Regions from separate parts of the Bicyclus anynana genome. Here region 2 is linked to region 1. Evidence: chromatin contacts called from public Hi-C data. All regions are on one chromosome and are shown on one strand. The core of a region is the stretch at or near the end of the contact, and the rest is flanking DNA. Distances in the headings are between cores, read along the strand shown. Region 1 holds the start of LOC112057365 (phenoloxidase-activating factor 2-like). Region 2 overlaps LOC112049620 (C-Maf-inducing protein).

Evidence for each region. A called contact is a pair of places that touch in the nucleus more often than the background predicts.
Region 2: a Hi-C map of whole larva shows a contact between it and region 1, with 7 times the contacts expected there. The contact joins the enhancer-like site here to the promoter of LOC112057365 in region 1. A contact is called at or near these places in 2 of 2 Hi-C or Micro-C datasets (whole body and whole larva).

The regions. Positions count from the first base shown.
Region 1 is chr1:9,140,292-9,143,710 of ilBicAnyn1.1, forward strand. LOC112057365 (phenoloxidase-activating factor 2-like) reads right to left here and starts at 1,809. Exons shown (of 8, transcript XM_052881777.1): 1 at 1,806-1,809; 2 at 618-800; 3 at 159-451. The coding sequence starts at 1,809. It overlaps LOC112049620 (C-Maf-inducing protein), which reads left to right and starts at 3,225. Exons shown (of 14, transcript XM_024087585.2): 1 at 3,225-3,419.
Region 2 is chr1:9,178,950-9,182,368 of ilBicAnyn1.1, forward strand. LOC112049620 (C-Maf-inducing protein) reads left to right here. Exons shown (of 14, transcript XM_024087585.2): 7 at 1,653-1,891; 8 at 2,450-2,668; 9 at 3,246-3,419. Among protein-coding and RNA genes, the nearest start is that of LOC112049608, 31 kb to the right of the region's middle. Within about 2 kb of position 1,727, at least 8 of the 8 cell types and tissues checked have open chromatin away from gene starts, as enhancers often do.

The sequences.
Region 1 (3,419 bases), core at 559-3,058:
TTTCATTAATTTAAGAACAAGTTAATTATAATTATTATTAGGTGTGAAATGACTAGCGATTTATACCCTCATTTTTAATTTGTTTGTTGGTAAACAGTATTCCTCGAGTATGGCTTTAGTATAGTTAGCTTTAGATAATATTAGGTAAATTCACTTACTGGTGTCACTATTCTGAAATCGATCATACCGGCGCCGCTAGTGGAGCCTGTCACACAAGTGCCCGTTGGAACACATCGACAGCTTTGCCTTTTACGTATCTTGTGTGCATTATTATGTGCGTTCTCAGTTCCCACTAAATCTTCAAGTCTCCATTTTCTATGTTTCAAACTCCTGCGTTCTCGGGGGAATCTAACTGCTGTATCGAACGAGGGCACTTGTGCGCTGTAGCCGGTTATCAGTGGTTGCAACGCCGCCGCAGTGGTGCCAAGTCGAGGATCGATCTGCAGTGAGCCTGAAGCGTTTTCGTCAGGATTAGAAACACATATCACATCAGGATCATTACATAGTAAAACAGGTAAATACTCTTCGGCAGATGACTTTGTGTTAGTCGATTTCATGGAAGGTGTTGCTATGGTTAGTGATGATGATGGTGTTATGTTACCGGCGATTGTTGTTGCCGCTGCAGTTGTCGTTGTTGTTGGTGCAGCTGTCGTAGTTGTTGTTGGAGCTGGTGTTACTGTTACATTTGGTGGACGCGCTGTCGTCGTTGTCGTAGTCGTCGTCGTAGTTGTAGTGGTAGTAGTCGTCGCTGTTGTGGCTGCAGTAGTTGCAGTTGTTGCAGTAGTTGCCGCGGTTGTAGGCTGAAGTATCGGCGTAGGAATCCCCTGCACAACTACGATTGTAGCAGGTGGTGAGGGGTTCGCAGGCAAAAGCCCCAAACAGGCAGTGAGTAACCACAGACACATAACGCGATATATAACTTAGCAGCTGTCCGGCTAATCATAAACTGGCTTTGATCGCACGCGTTTAGTAATATAGTTATAAATTCAGACGAGATGAGCCAGTATTAAATATGTCCTTACTGCAACAATTGGTATTTCCCTCACAATTGAAGCCTTCATGGTGTTTTGCGCGTGGTTACATAGCGATAAATTGACGCAATCATCAAAATGTGTATTACTAATCCATAGCAATCGTTGTCGTTTGCAGCTGTTAATTTATTTTGAATCATTACGCGCTGTATGTTATAACTATCACAATTATCTATACAATAAAAAACTATACCTACCCATAACTATATATCCTAGTTACCTACTAGTTCAGTTAAAGCTAGATAATCTAGATGTTAGCTATGTGAAAACTTAGATAATTTATTCCAACAACAGTATAAAATGTAATATTGCACAAATACAAATACTAGTAGGTAATGGTAGTAACTATAGTATAGTAATTAGTAAGAAACGATACTAATTAGTGATGAAATGATTATTATCACTAAATCTGTCATTATATACAATTTATTGTTTCTTGCCTTGCCACAAAGGCATAAAGTTTTATAATAATTAGAGTAATATTTTTCGACTAGTTGACGCAGTTTCACCCGCGTGGTTCCCGTTCCTGTAGGAATACAGGGATAATATATAGCCTATTGCCTTCGTCGATAAATGGGCATTCTAACACTGAAAGAATTTTACAAATCGGACCAGTAGTTCCTGAGATTAGCGCGTTCAATCGAACAAACAAACAAACTCTTCAGCTTTATAATATTAGTATAGATAGTCTCTTAGATGTTTTTAATGAAATGTATAAACTTTTCTTGAGTTTGTAATAAATATAGTTACTAACTCATTAACCTTTGAACATACCCATTCAAGTAATCTATAATCTTTAAACATATTATTATGTATTTATTTTCAACCAAAAATATTTTGCATACATGTCCACGATTTCACATTCAATTCATGCAAAGGTGTCGAGGTCAAAGTATGAAAATGTAACAATCCATAACAACGACAATAATAATTTATGGAACATTAAAATGGAATTCTATTGAAAATGGTTCCATTTTATTTTTGAGCAATAATAATGACGCATAAGTAGGTGCTAAACGCAGTAAATATACTGAGGTTACGTCACACTTGTATATTTTTCGGAAACTTACATCGCTTTAAGAAGAATTTCATTTTATTAAATAAATTAAATGAATTATTATCCCTCTGGAAAAAAAAACTGGTCTTACAAATCCAAAAGTGAGAGCTCTTTTTAGAGCATTTACATAATTTTTTTTTAATTTTGTGTATTTAATAAATAGTAGCTGACGCCCCGCGGTTTCATCTGTGGAGTTCCCATTCCCGTGAGAATACGGGGATAAAATATAGTCTATGACACTTATAAATAACGTGGCTTTCTAGTGGTAAAAGAATTTTAAAAATCGGTTCAGTAGATCTAGAGATTATCCCCTACAACAACACAAACGCTACCTCTGCATAATATTAGTATCAGATTAATATTTATGTCCGCTAATTTTGACCTACAAATGTAACCGCGTTGAACTCTTTTAGGTGAATTAATTCGCAAAATTTGAAAAAGTAACAGTGAAAAATGTGACCTACCTTTTATAATATAATTGCTAATAGGGAAGTAAATGCTTTTTTTTTTTGCGAAATTTACCAAACATTTGTGAAGATTATTATTACTATTAAGACAGGTCGCAATCAAAGTTGAAAATGGTCACCCGACATCTTTATATGTTTTTTTATTTTTCAATGCGTTTAAAAACGGAGATTCTTATCTCTATGTCTGAGCTTTGTATGTATGTATGTTTGTATGTCTACGATTATAAAAAGAAAATTGATCAGTTTTTAACCGACTTCAAAAAAAAGGAGGAGGTTTCTCAATTCGACCGTATATATATATATTTTTTTGGGTGATATTTTCATTATTAAAATGCAAATTTTTAGGAAAGGTTTCGTAAGGTTTATTCGATTTATATAATAAAATAAATTATTATATATTCATAATATTACGTTACGTTACGTTTAAGTTGTCATGTAACTATAACTATATTGTACGTACGTTTTATGCCACCTATCACTTATTCGGCGTACTATTACGTAAATACGTGAACAGAATTTCAGAAGCACTCCGCTCGTGAAGCATACGTGACGTGACGAGCTAATTGAGGTTCGCGAACCGGCCGCTAGATGGCGTTGGCAGCCGCAGTCCGCAGTTGCGCATGTTGAGTGTACGTCAATATAAATAAGAAAGAAATCCACAATCGAGTCCTCTACATACATAATGATATAGTACGATACGCAACGCCAGGCATGATAGTCCTCAGTTTGCGCACACCGCTTGAGTTATTCGAGGCCGAATGTGTTACATTTTGACGCATAAAACCCGTAGCGTTTTTGCGGATAATGATCGATTCACGTAATTTGTTTTACACGCGTTTAATTTTAGTGTAAATTTGTATAGTG
Region 2 (3,419 bases), core at 477-2,976, 39 kb after region 1:
TAACACTTATAATTGAATGAAATTCATCAAATCTATGCTTCTTTTTACTTTTAAAAAAATATAAAAAGCTGAAGAGTTTATTTGTTTGATTGAACGCGCTAATCTCAGGTTTACTGGTCCGATTTGAAAAATTCTTTCAGTGTTGGATATCCCATTTATCGAGGAAGGCTATAGGCTATAAATTATGCCTGTTTTCCTACGGGAACGGGAACCACGCGGCGTCAGCTAGTTTTGTTTTATTCTCTGAAGTCAATTCTATCCCCACTCCTGTCAAAGATTTTTTTCAAGAGTCGACGTTTTGAAGGATGCATATTCATATGACTCTTACCCTCAGACCAATTATAGAAGGACCTGCATCGCACTCATAGTCACGAACAAAGTTTTCTGTCATTTTCTGAGGAAAACGAGCTTAGATTTTGTGTATATCTCATACTAAACTAGAAGTTTTTGCCCGTTTTTTACACAATTCAATTACACATTAAGGTATTTTTACGGAGCTCTGTAACCGACGAACACGATCACAACTATTTAACATCGATTCTATAGAGACAGTTTTTATCATCGCATTAGATCGTTGATCATATACTTTGACAGAAAAGTAACGTCTAGCGAGGCAGGTCCTATACAATAATTGGTCTGAGCTCTTACCTTACCAATAAGATATACTTACCCACCACAGAATTTAAAATAAAAATTATGTGTATAAAGTAAATTTGTACAGATTTCCATCTAGGTGTAAATATACTCAGAGGCACAATTTTTCGCCCACTTTAATATACTTGCGTCATATTAGAGAGGGCGGGTTATGCCTCTGGGTATATATTTGTACTTAAAAAACTTATTAACGTACGTACCAAAATGTATCTATTATTAGGTACTAAGTATAGAGCAACCTATTTAATTTAATTTTTTCTTAATTCTCTGCGTGTGTGAAGTGTACCAATCCGCATTGGGCCAGCGTGGTGGACTATTGGTCTAAACCCTCTCATTCTGAAAGGAGACTCGAGCTCAGCAGTGAGCCAAACATGGGTTGATAATGATGATTTACCAATTACCTTGAGCATTTAACTAACAGTAGGTATAGGTGCTTAACGTATGTATATTTCGTTGAAAAACATTGACGCAAATTACCATATTTAACTTATTACACAAATTATTATCAACTCGTTATAATAACAAACACAAGTTTACATAACAACGTTCAACGTCTGTCCGAGTATGAAATGAGGAACTGCCTAAACTAAAAAAATAATGTCTTTATGAATTGTATTTTTCTACATTATAGTGTTTTTCAGATAGCATGGGGACGGTGACAGTTTGTTTCACTCTTGAAAGTCACTTAATATGAACGTCATAAGGCAACTGTCACCGTACCCATGCTATCTGAGAAACACTTTAGTAGGTACTACTAGCAGACACACTGGACTTCGTTCGCGAAAATTAGTGTACACTTCCATCCTCCTATAAATAGATTTTTGGATGATTCTTGAGTTTTATAGAATGAGACGATTTTTATCCAAAAAATGCTCAATCATAAAATGCTGACGCATCACTAGTCCCAGGCGTATGGTACTGAGTAAATAGGTACTGGTACATGATTACCTAATATTCAAAAAAAAATAACTAGCTTTTCACGCGTTTTCCATTGGCAGGATAAGGATAGTCCAGATTGGGAAGAGTGGGCGGAAAATATATCAAGTGTTGCGGCGCCACTGTTAGCGGAGCGTTGTGTGAGCGGCGAGCTGTGTGCGTTGCTCGCGCGCCTCTGCCGGCGGCGGCCCCGCTCCGCTCCGCTACCCGCGCTCGCTCCGCCTGTGCGCCGTGTCCTCACCCGAAACGTCGACTTCGGCAAAGCGCCCGACGCTCGACAGTTCGTGAGGGATTACATTAGGTCAGCATACGTAATACTTGCACAGGTAGAAACATTTCTATCATAACATTAATTATATAAAAAAATAGGTACTAAAGAAGTCTATTAATAATAACAATATCAGAATGAAGTTTAATTAGGTATCTAATAACTTGTCATGACCCAGACATTGCTAACCTTGCCCTTGACCATTTCATACAACATTAATACACATGCTGTAAGTGTACAAATTCATGTTAGTACCTATAGGTAGTAGGTATTAATACCAAAGGCGCGTGCGTAATTTTGTACAAGTCATTCACCTAATACGCAAATGATGTCCGCTAGCATAGCTATAACTGTAGTGGCCAATTACCTCCCTGTAACGTACCAACTCCTCATTGGAGAGTGAATATATGTATACCTAATTCTAGCACAAACAACCACATCTCTGTGCAGTGTCCCACACGTAACTTGTGACAGAGATTCTCGTGGAGATGATGCCTTGTTCTAAGTATGAAATGAGCACCGCAGTACAGAGCGACATCTGTCACAAAAAGAGCCTTAGCCCACACTACTAGTTAAAACTCCGGCTTGCAGTGCGCTGAGCGCGCAGAACTCGGGGCACAGCCTCGTGCGGCGCTTTGTGGAGGTGACGCACGGCAGCGGCGCCGCGTGCCCGCACCCGCGCGCCGCGCCCAACCTCGCGTCCGTGGCGCTGGCCGCCATCGACGACCACTACCGCGCCCGCCCCGCGCCGCACGTCTGCCACCACGCCGAGCGAGACGTGCTCTGCTTCGCCGACATCCTGGAGCACATGTAAGCTCTCACTTCACCCGCGCCAGGCCTCCCTCCTTATTGAAGAGGAGATATGGAGCTTAGATATACCAGGCTGCTGTAATACGGTTTGACGGGCTTAGGGTAATAATGATAAATGGAGCTTAGATATACCAGGCTGCTCCAATACGGTATGACGGGCTTAGGGTAATAATGATAAATTCATTAAAGACAACTGTCACATGTTATTAACCACTATATCATAATGATAGTGACCGCGGGACCGACGGCTAAAGTGCTTCTCCGAGGCATGGCAGTGACGTTACACTACAAAAGTTTGAACTCCAGGCTGAGAAATTTTAACTGAAAATTTCAGAAACGAAAGAAAAATTCAGTTTCTCATATAACCCGACACAGGCTTGCACCTAGGACTTGTGTTTCGAAACCACATAGGTTAACGACTAACAAAGCAGTAATACTTACGAGGCGGACTACTTATACCTACCAAACCGCATTGGGCCAGCGTGGTGGACTATCCTAACCTTTCTTGAGAGAAGATTCGTGCTCAACAATAAACCGAATATGCGTTGTTAATGATGTGAATACATCTGTATCTCAGGTGCGAGTACGACGACTGGCTGGTGGTGGTGGGCGGAGTACTGCAGCCGGTGCCGCTGTCGACGTCAGCTCTCAGCTGCCCGCACGTGGCGGCGCGCCTGGGCGGCGTGCTGCGGCGCCTGGCGAGCGACCCGCGCTGCGCCGCCCACGGGTGCGTGGCGCACGCGCGCGCCGC